Regions from separate parts of the Oryctolagus cuniculus genome. Here region 2 is linked to region 1. A link is a contact called in public Hi-C data. All regions are on one chromosome and are shown on one strand. Each heading gives the region's core, a stretch centred on a gene start, on an enhancer-like site or on the middle of the called end of the contact. The rest is flanking DNA. Distances are from core to core; before and after follow the strand shown.

Region 1 (5,384 bases), core at 1,005-3,504:
GGTGGGAGCAGCTCCCAGAGGGCCCCTGAGCAGCTGCCAGAGTCTAAGAAAACAGCAGCAAATGACTAAGTCACAGCCCTGATGCACTCTGCAATGACTCGGTGACCTTGTCTGCTTACGCCCGGTTAGCAGGAAGTCGCTCGGCAGAGTCCCTAAGTCTCGCCCGCTCTGCCTTTCCCAGGGTGGGAAATCTCCCACTCCAGTACACTGTGAAATGATCGTTTATAAACCCCATTTCCTCCTCCAGTCCCCTGAAGGCAAAACAGAGCAGATGCAGCCAGGCGCCTGCCCTGGACCCCAGGGATCCTCTTACTCTGAAACAGTAAAATATCTTGCTGCCGTGTCAGGGTCTGTTGTCCTGCACAAAGCTATTACTTTCGAGAATAAAATCATTTTAAAAATCACTCTTCCAACAGAGAAGGTTCTCTGCTCTTGCTCTTCCCACACATATGGGGCACAGTAGGAATGGGGATATTTTACTAAAATCCTCTGGGAAAATGTGGACACTTGCAGAAGATGGATAACTTCTAAATGCCTGAGTTTGTCAGATATGGTAAATACTTCAAAGGAACGTTCCAGACAACATAAAGCAGTACCTCTTATCCAGCACAGAAAAGAACTCCCTGAAGTCAAAAAAGTAGAAGTGACTGAGTCCTACTCAATCCCGCAATGTTGCTTTTTTATGGTAATTTGGACGATAACAAGTTTCATTTTTTAAAAATCATAGGTAAAGTACTTTGAAGCATATTACAAATATCAGAAATGAGTCTAAAAGTTAACACATGTTATATAAGACCTGAAAACCCATATCAGAGTGCCTGGGTTCAAGCCCCAGCTTCTTTCCTGCTTACAGCTTCCTGCTAATGCACTCCCTGGAAAGCAGCAGGTGATGGCTCAAGTACTGGGTCCCTGCCATGCACGTGGGAGACTCAAGCTCCTGGTTCCCGACTGCAGCCTGTGCAGCTCAGCTGTGTGAACATCTGAGGAGCGGATCAGCAAATGGAATATATCTATATTACCTTCCAGTAATAAATTCATGGTTTTTTTAATTCCTAAACAGGGGTCAGTATTGTGACACAGCAGTTTAAGCCTCTGCTTGCAATGCTGGCAGCCTGCATCAGAGCACTGGTTCAAGTCCTGGGTGCCCCACTTCTGACCCAGCTCCCTCCTAGTGTGCCTGAGAAGGCAGTGGAAGAGGACCCAAGGAATTGAGCCTCTGCCACCTGCATAGAAGACCCAGGTGGAAATCCTAACTCTTAGCTTCAACCTTAACCAGCTCCAGTTATTGCAGTCATTTGGGAAGTGAATCAACAGATGCAAGATCTCTCTCTCTGTCTCTCTCTGTGTCTGTCACTTTGCCTTCCAAACACATAAATCTTTTTAAATATCTAAATAAATAAACCTACCTAAGAGAAAAGGCCTTAAGTTACTCATGCAATGGAAGTGACATTCTTGGATTTAGGTAGATTTTTGCTAGATATTAAGTAAATATGGTACAGATGATGTGGAGAATGGGAGATTAAGAAGAATATAGGGGTATGATTTACATTTCTACCACTGAGCCAAGAAAAAGCACTTGATTTTAAAAATGAAGAAAAAGTTTCCCAAGCCACTGATAGTATTTGTATTGCCCTAATGAAACCACATCACCATTAACCAAATATTTAATACACATTAATAAACATTTTAATATTTTAATATATATTTTTAAATCACTTACTACCCCATCACCCTAACAAAGCACTTTTTTCAATCATTAGAACCCCATAAGCTGCAATGACATCCCCACAGGAGAAAAATCCCCTTTCAGATTTGGTAAAACTGTTTGAAAAATAAAAATGCTAGAATATTCACAATTACCAGAACTAAGAAAGTGACTAATCAAAACAAGGCACCTACATTCTCATATTTTGAACTGTGTCTCTGATGCACCTGCACATCTCCCTCTGTTCCAGACGTGCCCAAGAGTGGACAGCAAGTGCACCGAGAGCACTGGAAACTGGGATGGAAATTTCAATTGATTTTCAGTCAGTTCCATTAGTACACTAGGGCCAGCCCCAGAAGCAAAGAGCAAAACACCCAGCCTTCACCTCCACCCACACCTTCATCATCGTCTCACGTCGTTCCAAATCAAAGTCACCCAAGGACGGGGCCCGGGCGGGGCAGGAGTGAGGAGGATCAGAGCCCAGGGCTCACACAACTGAAACCTTACGATGTGATCCTGGAAAGGCACCAGGACTTGGAGAGCATCACCGACTTGCTGTGCACATGCTCCTCCTAGCGACCGAACCGGGTAAAATAAAAGGCGAATGTTTCCAAAGTGGTGTTCATTAAATGTTTCAGAATGGGACTCCACCAGGCTCCAGATAAATTCCCACACAGACTCTCCTCCCGGGAGACCACCCACCATTCCCCAAACTGCCTGTAAACTCTGTTATGCGGCACACTCTGTGCTGCCGTGGGCCTTCAGCTTGCAGAGCACTCCCGGGAGAGACCTCCGCTCTGTTTTCCGTTTGGCAGGAGGCTGCGCACATGTGCAAGCTCAAGGCGACCCCAGCACGCACTCACCTCCTGCCTCCCGGCTCGGCATTTCCTGGCCATGTTCAGCTTTGTTTCACTCCATTTTTAAACCTGATTCCTTGGGACTCCCATTAAAAAATCAAACGGAGATCAAGATGGCGTTTATGAGTTCTGAAACAATACACTAACATTTTCCCTAACATGTACAGCATCTGGGGGACCCAGGAGCTCCCCAAGGCCACATCCAGACTGCCTGTGGCTGATGCTGGCCGGCCAGGGACGGGGTCGTGTGGCGCCTGAGGCTAGGCTCCCGCGCAAAGTGCTGCAGCAAAAATTCACCCACAGCTCCGTACTGTTGACACAGGCCCTTCCCCGATGCCCAGGCGGAAGTCAGACCCAGCTGTCATACAAATTCATCTTGAACTCAAATTGCTGAAGCAGATCATCTGCCACGGCCATGAGGAAACACCACCTGCAAGTTTCCAGGACTCTCGGTGGCATTCCGGTGCCCTGTTATGCTCACAGTAGCCTGGGGACCCAAGTCTTCAATGAAAGAAACATCGAACTAGGCAGAAAGGCGCCAGGCACAGGCTGGGCCCACTAGAGATTCAGGAAAGAGGTGCCTGTCCCTGCGGTGAGCCTCACAACAGACAGGGGGGCCCACACGGGGTGACCCTGGTCTCCCCCCACCCTCTGCACCTCTGCCTCCTCCTCTCCTTGCCCCTGGCATGGCCGCGGGGCCACTTTCCACAGTGCTGCAGCCTGAGGGACAGGGTTAAAACGCTTACCAGTGCATGTCCTCCTCAGAGACAACGTGGCGTCCTGGCCGACATGGCTGACGTGGCTGATGCGTCACCGCAACCCCACTGAGGCAGGACAGCTTAGATAGATAGTTTTAAACTCATGAGCTGGAAGCCGCACCTCCTTCACTCTGTGTTGCCCTGTTCACCCACCTGTCAATCAGGGGACCCCTCTCCCCAGGAAGTACCTCCTCTTACCTGGGTCGTGGGGGAGGTACCACCATGTAAACACTTCCATTTTTCTAAGCTCATAAAAAGCTAGGAAGAATGGAAACGCTCTCTGTCCTCCACGTGGACTCAGGACGGGCAGAGTAGGGTAGGATAACTATCTTTCTTTGGCCCCAGTCTCCCTAAATAAAGCCCTAATGGGCCTGTGTGTTTTTCTCACTTCATAAATAAAGTTGATCACACAGCATGCCATGTTTTGGTCTGTATTTAGAATTCTCTGAATAAAAGGCAAGAACCTGGAAAATGAATTTAGGCCCCCTCCAGCCGATAACACCACCACCCTGGCTGCTCCCTCTGCAAGGGCTCTCTGCACCTTCCCCTCCCTCACCGAGCCCCCCGAGCCTCCTCTTGCTTCCTTTTCTACCCACAGTGCTAGCACCTCCAACTGTGATACACAGTTCAGTTGTTTGCTATGACATTTCCATTGTTTGCTGTTGTCTTTCTCCTCAGCTGCAGTGGCCGCCCTGAGGGCAGGGCTCAGGTGGCCTCCAAGTGCATCCTCCTGAGAGGACACCTGACACGTCCCCTCTCTTCCCTCCCAACCCCCACCCCTGCCCCTGCCCCGTGTTCTTCACTGCACAGCCCAGCCAGCTGGCTGCTGCCCTGGGGCCACATTCAAAAATAGTCTAGCTTCTTGTTTACTCAACTATTTCAAGTATAAAGGAGAACACAGATAATAAGATACACATTTGCTTCATCTTCTTGGTTTTTATTGCTTGAAGTTATGGTGTATAACGTGACTACAATGTTGACATACAGTAGCTGCACCTATTCACGGGGCACAGGTGACATCTCAATGTGCATGTACAACATATATGACCAGATTAACCGGTCATATGAGAGGTAACTGGCATACCCCCCACCTCAGACATTTATCATTCCTTTGTGTTGGAAACATCCAAGAGCCTCTCTGCTAGTTGTTTTGAAATACTCAGTGAATTCTTTTCAACCAGTTACCCTACTGTGCTATAGAACATCAGAAGTCCTCTGGACCCATTAACCATCCTCTCTTCAACCCCCACCCCACGTCCTTTTCTGTGCCTGACTTAGTTCATGTAATCTATTGTCCCCCAATTCCACCCGCATTGCCACAAATGGCAGAATGTCATTCTTTTCATGGTTGAGTATTCTACTGGATAGAGTCACATTTTCTTTACCCATCCACTTGTTGATAGACACCTATGTTGATTTGGTACCTTGGCTATTTTAAAAATAAAAGTGCCACAATAAACACGGGAACACGGTGTCTTTTTAACGCACTGCTTTCATGTCCTTTAGATATATTGGCATTTCCTAATGAATGTAGTGTTGCAGATTAGGTCGGGGCCCAAGTGCCCCTCCTTCCACCCCAGAAGAAACCACTGAGCTTCATTTCCATCACCCTGTTTCCACTCTTACATGCTAACTACATGTGTGTAGAGGCTCACACTCAGAATTTTATTGGTCTGCATGCTTTTAAGCTTCACACAAATATCAGAGGATATATTTTATGAAAGCTGGATATTTTTTCCAATGTATTTATTTGAAAGGCAATTAGAGACAGAGACAGAGAGAGAAAGATCTTCCCTCCACTCATTCAGTCCCTAAACGGCAGCAAAAGCGAGGTCTGAACTCAGCCAAAGCCAAGAGCCAAGAGCATCAGTAGGAAGCCAGATCAGAAGCAAAGTAGCCAGGACTTGACACGCACTCTGATTTTGGATACAGGTATTGAAGGCAGTGGCTTAACCTGCTCTGCCACAATGCTGGCTGCACAAACTGGATTGTTTGCTTTATATTATATTTAAGATTTATTCAGCTAGTGTATGTACCACACATTCATTCATTTTCATTTCTTGA
Region 2 (5,384 bases), core at 1,004-3,503, 820 kb before region 1:
CCTTCTCTTTTTATTCCAAAAACAAACGTGCAAAAGCTGGTGTCCTTGCTTTGACAAAGACTCTGTCCCCGGCAGGCGAGAGTGAGTCTTGTGGTCGATGGCCATCAGCAGCTCAGAGGCAGGAGCCCTGTGGCTAACAGAGCTTCCTCCAGAAGAGTCCTTGCCGCTGGCCACTGGGTGTGCCCTTGACTTCCCTTGTCTAAATGCTGCGGCCGTGTCTGAGCAGAGCACCTGTTTGGTGTGACTCATGCTATCAGCGCGTGGACGCTCCCTCCTGACAGGAGAGCAGACCTCACACAGGTATGCAAGTGACTCGTGAGCACGCGGATGTGTGTACTGACATGCCTCATGCACCGTCCCTGGCAGCACTAGGCGCTGCCACACCACCTGCCTCCTGTCCGTGTGGGGCACCTCAGGTGCCAGGGAAGGAGGCCTCCATGGTTGAACCTCTATAACCCAAACTGAGGTTGTTTTCAAGCATAGTGAGTGATTGTTCAGCTTTTTAAAGAGATTTTTAAAAATACATATTTTGGCAGGTTATCTTGTATTATAATTACCAGCGAATAAACACCAGAACATTCTCTAACACTCCTCCATTGTGAATAGACTCTATACAGAGAGAAAGTAGGGGAGGAAATAAAAGTCCGCAGCTACTTGTATTTTCCCAAATGTATTGTGTCTCTAAGATAACATGCATTTTGCAGGAAATGGTGTGGGAAGGACAAGGAGGACTCCTGTGCAAATGAACCAGGTGTCTAAATCTGAACAAAAGTAGCCGGCTCGGAATCCCGACTCCGACTTAGACTCCAGGTACGGACTGTGGTAGCACCTAATGTGAATTCATATTTTGCATTTCCTGCCCATCAGGTTCCCATAGCATAAGGAATCATCTGAATTCCTTTCTCTGCTTGACATTTAGAACAGTGACTGCTGGACTCACAAAAGGGACTCATTGAAATCAGCTCAGGAAACCTATGAGCATGGCCCTGGTACACAACACACACACACACACAAACACAGCAGTCTGGTTTTCTCACCCCAAGATTAAGCAGTTAGGCCGTCTGACAATGCACTTCTCACCCAAGTCCTGACATCACCACTGTTGTTTTCTTTTCCACATTTTTCCCCTTCTAGCACCTGTTAGAAACAAGAATAGGGTGGTCTTCTTGCAGATTTCTTCTGTCTTCATTCTTTGAACAAGTAGGAAGGAAAATGTGAAATGGACTGGAATGTTTGAAAAGATGGTTGATATTTTACTTTCAAACAGAGCCAGGTTAGAGGAATTTTAGATTTAATACCATACTCATAAGCAAGGTGTTTTTGCTGGTGACCCAATACCTCCTTAAAACTTCATAGATGTAGTGCTCCTAAGGGCATCCTTGTATATTTTTCGGTGCACTACAGGAAATGGGTTCATACTGGCATGGGTTATGATGAATGTATTCTGAGGGAAGTAGCCCCAAATGAAAGTACATAAATACTTGAAACATTTGTCTTCAAAGATCCATGCTAGCCTTTCTCGCTCATGAAAAAAAAAAAAAAAAAAGCCTTGTGGTACTCGAACTCTTCTCAAAGGCGCTTGTGCGAGAATTTTCCACGGCCCATAATGACAGTTTAACTATTGTCCCTCCCTCTCTGCCAGCCTTTCTATCTTTGCGGATTCTCTCCTCCCCGGAGAAGCAGCCCTGCGACGGGGCTACAAAGCAATTCTCAGCCCCCATGGCTAACACGGTGACAGGACTACCTAACGTCCAGGAGAAAAAGCGCCGCCTCTGGCTCAGCCTAGGGCTGGCCGCGCACAGCGGCCGCCGAGCGCTGGGGCAGCGGCCGGGGCTGCGGACCGGGACTAGCCCCGGGAGCCCCCACACCGCGGCGCTTTTGTCTTCACACTTCCACCTTCCTTTCGCAAACGCCAAGAACAGCTCTTTGTTTGCTCCCTGAGCAAGGCAACCCTCTCCAAATGCCACTTCCAAATACAGGCGCTCCTGAAGCCCAGGCTCCCCGCTAGCTTGCAGGCCAGCTTTTTCCTTCCTCGGGCGGACATTGCGTGCCTTCGCCTGCGCGCTGCCCACATCTGGACGCCAGGCCGGCTCGGGGCAGCCATCGCAGCCCCTCCGACCGAGCCCCGGAGCTCCGGGAGAGTACGAAATCGGTGGGCAGAGCTAACGCAGGGACATCGACTCTCTTAGAAATATTTAAGCACCTCTCCCCGCCTCTCCCCTGAAATACCGAAAAACAGTCCATTTTGAAGCAGAATAATTTAGTCTGACAACAGATTCTTCCTCTGTTCACAGCTGTCCCAGGGGGCGGGGCTGAAACCTGAGCCTCTCGGCTGTGATTGGATCCTTCTTGCAAAAGAGAGGAAAAAAAAACCCTCGCAGCCCGAACGGGCTCAGTTCGTAAAGGAGCCGGGAGACCTCAGAGGCGCCGGCCCGTCCGCCCGCGGCACCTGAGCGCGGCCCGAGCCCAAGCCCGGCCGGCCGCGATGCTGTAGGGACCGGCCGCGTCCTCCCGCCGGACCGTTATCCGCGCCGGGCGCCCGCCAGACCTGCCTGCAAGATGCCGCGCTCCTTCCTGGTCAAGAAGCATTTCAACGCCTCCAAAAAGCCGAACTACAGCGAACTGGACACACACACAGGTAAACAAAAAAATAATGATGAAAAGTTTGCCTAGAACTGTAACGATATGCAAATATAAATAGGTGTGCCTGCTGAAACACTGGATTACAAAAGAGCTAACGTCTCAGCTGTTTCCTTTGGAAACTGTTCTAAAGGAGAGCTGGGCGTCTTTTGATCACCTAGAACTCGTTTTAATTCAAAACTTTGAAAACTCCTAACTGACAGGGAAGACTTTATTCAGCGCTGGCAGCTTCCGTCTCTGGAGCTTGTAGGTACTTGCACAGTGATCTGTGGCAGATGAGCCACTCAGCTACGTCAGTGTGCAATTGTTGCTTTTTTCCCTTCTTGGAGCTTCTTTCCTTCAGAAGGCAGCCTGACCTCCCCCCTGTGTTGGCTCTCGGCGGTTATAACACATGTAAATAGCTCGTGCCTTCCGTGGAAAACAGCTGTTGTGTCTGCTCTTTAGAAATAAGGTCTGGGTTCTTCCTCCTGGATGGGGCGGGAAGGCACTGCCTGGGCTGCGCTCCCGGGGTGCCCAGTGCGGGGCTGGCGGGGGCAGCTGTCAGGCTGTGTGTGCCTCCAGCACAGTAACCATGTAGTGGCCAGGGTGGAAGGGCAGTGTTTTCCCAGTGCGTGTGTCCTCTTAAACGAGGCTCTCTTCTTCATTACCAAGTGCTCTCTGTGTTGTCAGATCTTTCCTGCCTGTGGGTGTGTGCATGTTTTATCTCAGTTATTTTTTTTTTACCTAAATCTCCTTCTCTCTCCTTTTCTTTCCCCCAGTGATCATTGCCCCATATCTCTATGAGAGTTACCCCATGCCTGTCATTCCACAACCAGAAATCCTCAGCTCCGGAGCGTACAGCCCCATAACCGTGTGGACTACGACGGCACCATTCCACTCCCCTCTGTCCAGCGGCCTCTCTCCTCTCTCCGGATACCCCTCCTCCTTGGGGCGCGTGAGTCCCCCTCCTCCATCCGACACCTCATCCAAGGACCACAGCGGCTCCGAAAGCCCCATTAGCGATGAAGAGGAAAGACTGCAATCCAAACTCTCAGACCCCCATGCCATTGAAGCTGAGAAGTTTCAGTGCAATTTATGCAATAAGACTTATTCAACTTTTTCTGGGCTGGCCAAACATAAGCAGCTGCACTGCGACGCCCAGTCTAGGAAATCATTCAGCTGTAAATACTGTGACAAGGAGTATGTGAGCCTGGGCGCCCTTAAGATGCACATTCGGACCCACACGTTACCTTGTGTCTGCAAGATCTGTGGCAAGGCGTTTTCCAGACCCTGGTTGCTACAAGGACACATCAGAACTCACACTGGTAAGAGAAACACCCTCCTCAGGACGGGGCTCTCTGATGGAACGCCAGCTGTGGGCTGGCTGTGGGCTGTGCATGAAGTAGTGACCCAGTGCTTTTGAGTGATGGGTGGTCTTTGATGGCCACTTCCTGACTGCTCCAAAAGTTGTTAGAGCACAGAGTTCTCCCTTTCTTGCTAACAAACTCTGCTCCAGAGACTGCAAACAGCATTTAGACTTTGGAAAGCAGACATGGGAGGTTGGTCTCAAAGATCAGTTAGAAAATCAGGAAAGGTGTGCTGACATGTGTATTCTGTGCAACTGCCCCCAGTAATCAGCAAATACGAATGCTGCTATCCTGATCCATTGATTTGGTAAATAGATGAAGATGTTTCCTATAGTACTCTCTTAACTACACTCTTGCTGTGATGACTATACTAGCACCTCTCGGTGAGTTGCCTAGTTGGGATGAAATTTGCTGTGTGCCTTTGGTGTTGTGTTTCTTGTGCTGCTGAAATTGTGCTTCTTGCACAAAAATCTTTCTGTGGAGAGTCAAGGCATTTAGACTGCCTTAGTAATAACACAAAAGGAGGGAAAGGGGCAAATACTGGGAAATATTGAGAGGTGTTCAACATTAATTGCACCTGCTGAGGCAGAGAAGCTTTGATAAGTGAAAGTCCCAGAGCTCCGTGAATTCTTTTCGGCGTGACTGGCACCAATAGTGGTATTCTGGGTAGGGTTTTATTTAATTCAACATTCAAATTTATCTCAAAGGGCTATATAGTAAAGTAGCTATTATTATTGGTATTTAAATCAGGTTTTGTCACTTCTCATTCTTCTGGCACAATGGTTTAGTTACCCATTCATGTTATTTGACTTTATGTTTTGACTAAAACACACTTTGTCTCTTTCTCACCTCCACCCACAGGGGAGAAGCCTTTTTCTTGCCCTCACTGCAACAGAGCATTTGCAGACAGGTCCAACCTGAGGGCTCATCTGCAGACCCATTCTGATGTCAAGAAATACCAGTGCAAAAACTGCTCCAAAACCTTCTCCAGAATGTCTCTTCTGCACAAACATGAGGAATCTGGCTGCTGCGTAGCACACTGAGTGACGCAATCAATGTTTACTCGAACAGAATGCATTTCTTCACTCCGACGCCAAATGACAAATAAAAGTCCAAAGGCATTTTCTCTTGTGCTTACCGACCAAATAATATGTATAGACACACACACGCATGCATGCATGCATGCGTGCACACATGCACACACCACACACACACACACACACAACACACGAAGCTGCAAGAGCACGGAATCCATGTGTTTAAAGTTAATCCTTTCCATGTGAAGTTCAAAATTACCATATATTTACTGACAGCTAGATTGAAAGGATAAAAGACAAGGACCTTTCTCTTCAAAGATGAAGCGAAAAGCACATTGCATCTTTCCTTACCAAGAAAGAA

The links. Hi-C and Micro-C count contacts between places; a contact is called where the count stands out from the background.
Region 2: a contact with region 1 is called in a Hi-C map of an unstated tissue, with 10 times the contacts expected there. The contact joins the promoter of SNAI2 here to the enhancer-like site in region 1. A contact is called at or near these places in 5 of 6 Hi-C or Micro-C datasets (ear pinna, embryonic fibroblasts, psoas muscle and 2 more).

The regions. Positions count from the first base shown.
Region 1 is chr6:72,291,246-72,296,629 of mOryCun1.1, reverse strand. No RefSeq gene overlaps it. Among named protein-coding and RNA genes, the nearest start is that of UBE2V2, 91 kb to the right of the region's middle. Within about 2 kb of position 2,254, at least 2 of the 8 cell types and tissues checked have an H3K27ac peak or open chromatin away from gene starts, as enhancers often do.
Region 2 is chr6:73,113,985-73,119,368 of mOryCun1.1, reverse strand. It overlaps SNAI2 (snail family transcriptional repressor 2), which reads left to right and starts at 2,253. Exons shown (of 3, transcript XM_002710513.5): 1 at 2,253-2,638; 2 at 3,399-3,944; 3 at 4,848-5,384. The coding sequence starts at 2,560. The coding sequence ends at 5,029. It overlaps LOC103348011 (a long non-coding RNA gene), which reads right to left and starts at 2,346. Exons shown (of 3, transcript XR_007918597.2): 1 at 2,230-2,346; 2 at 1,038-1,137.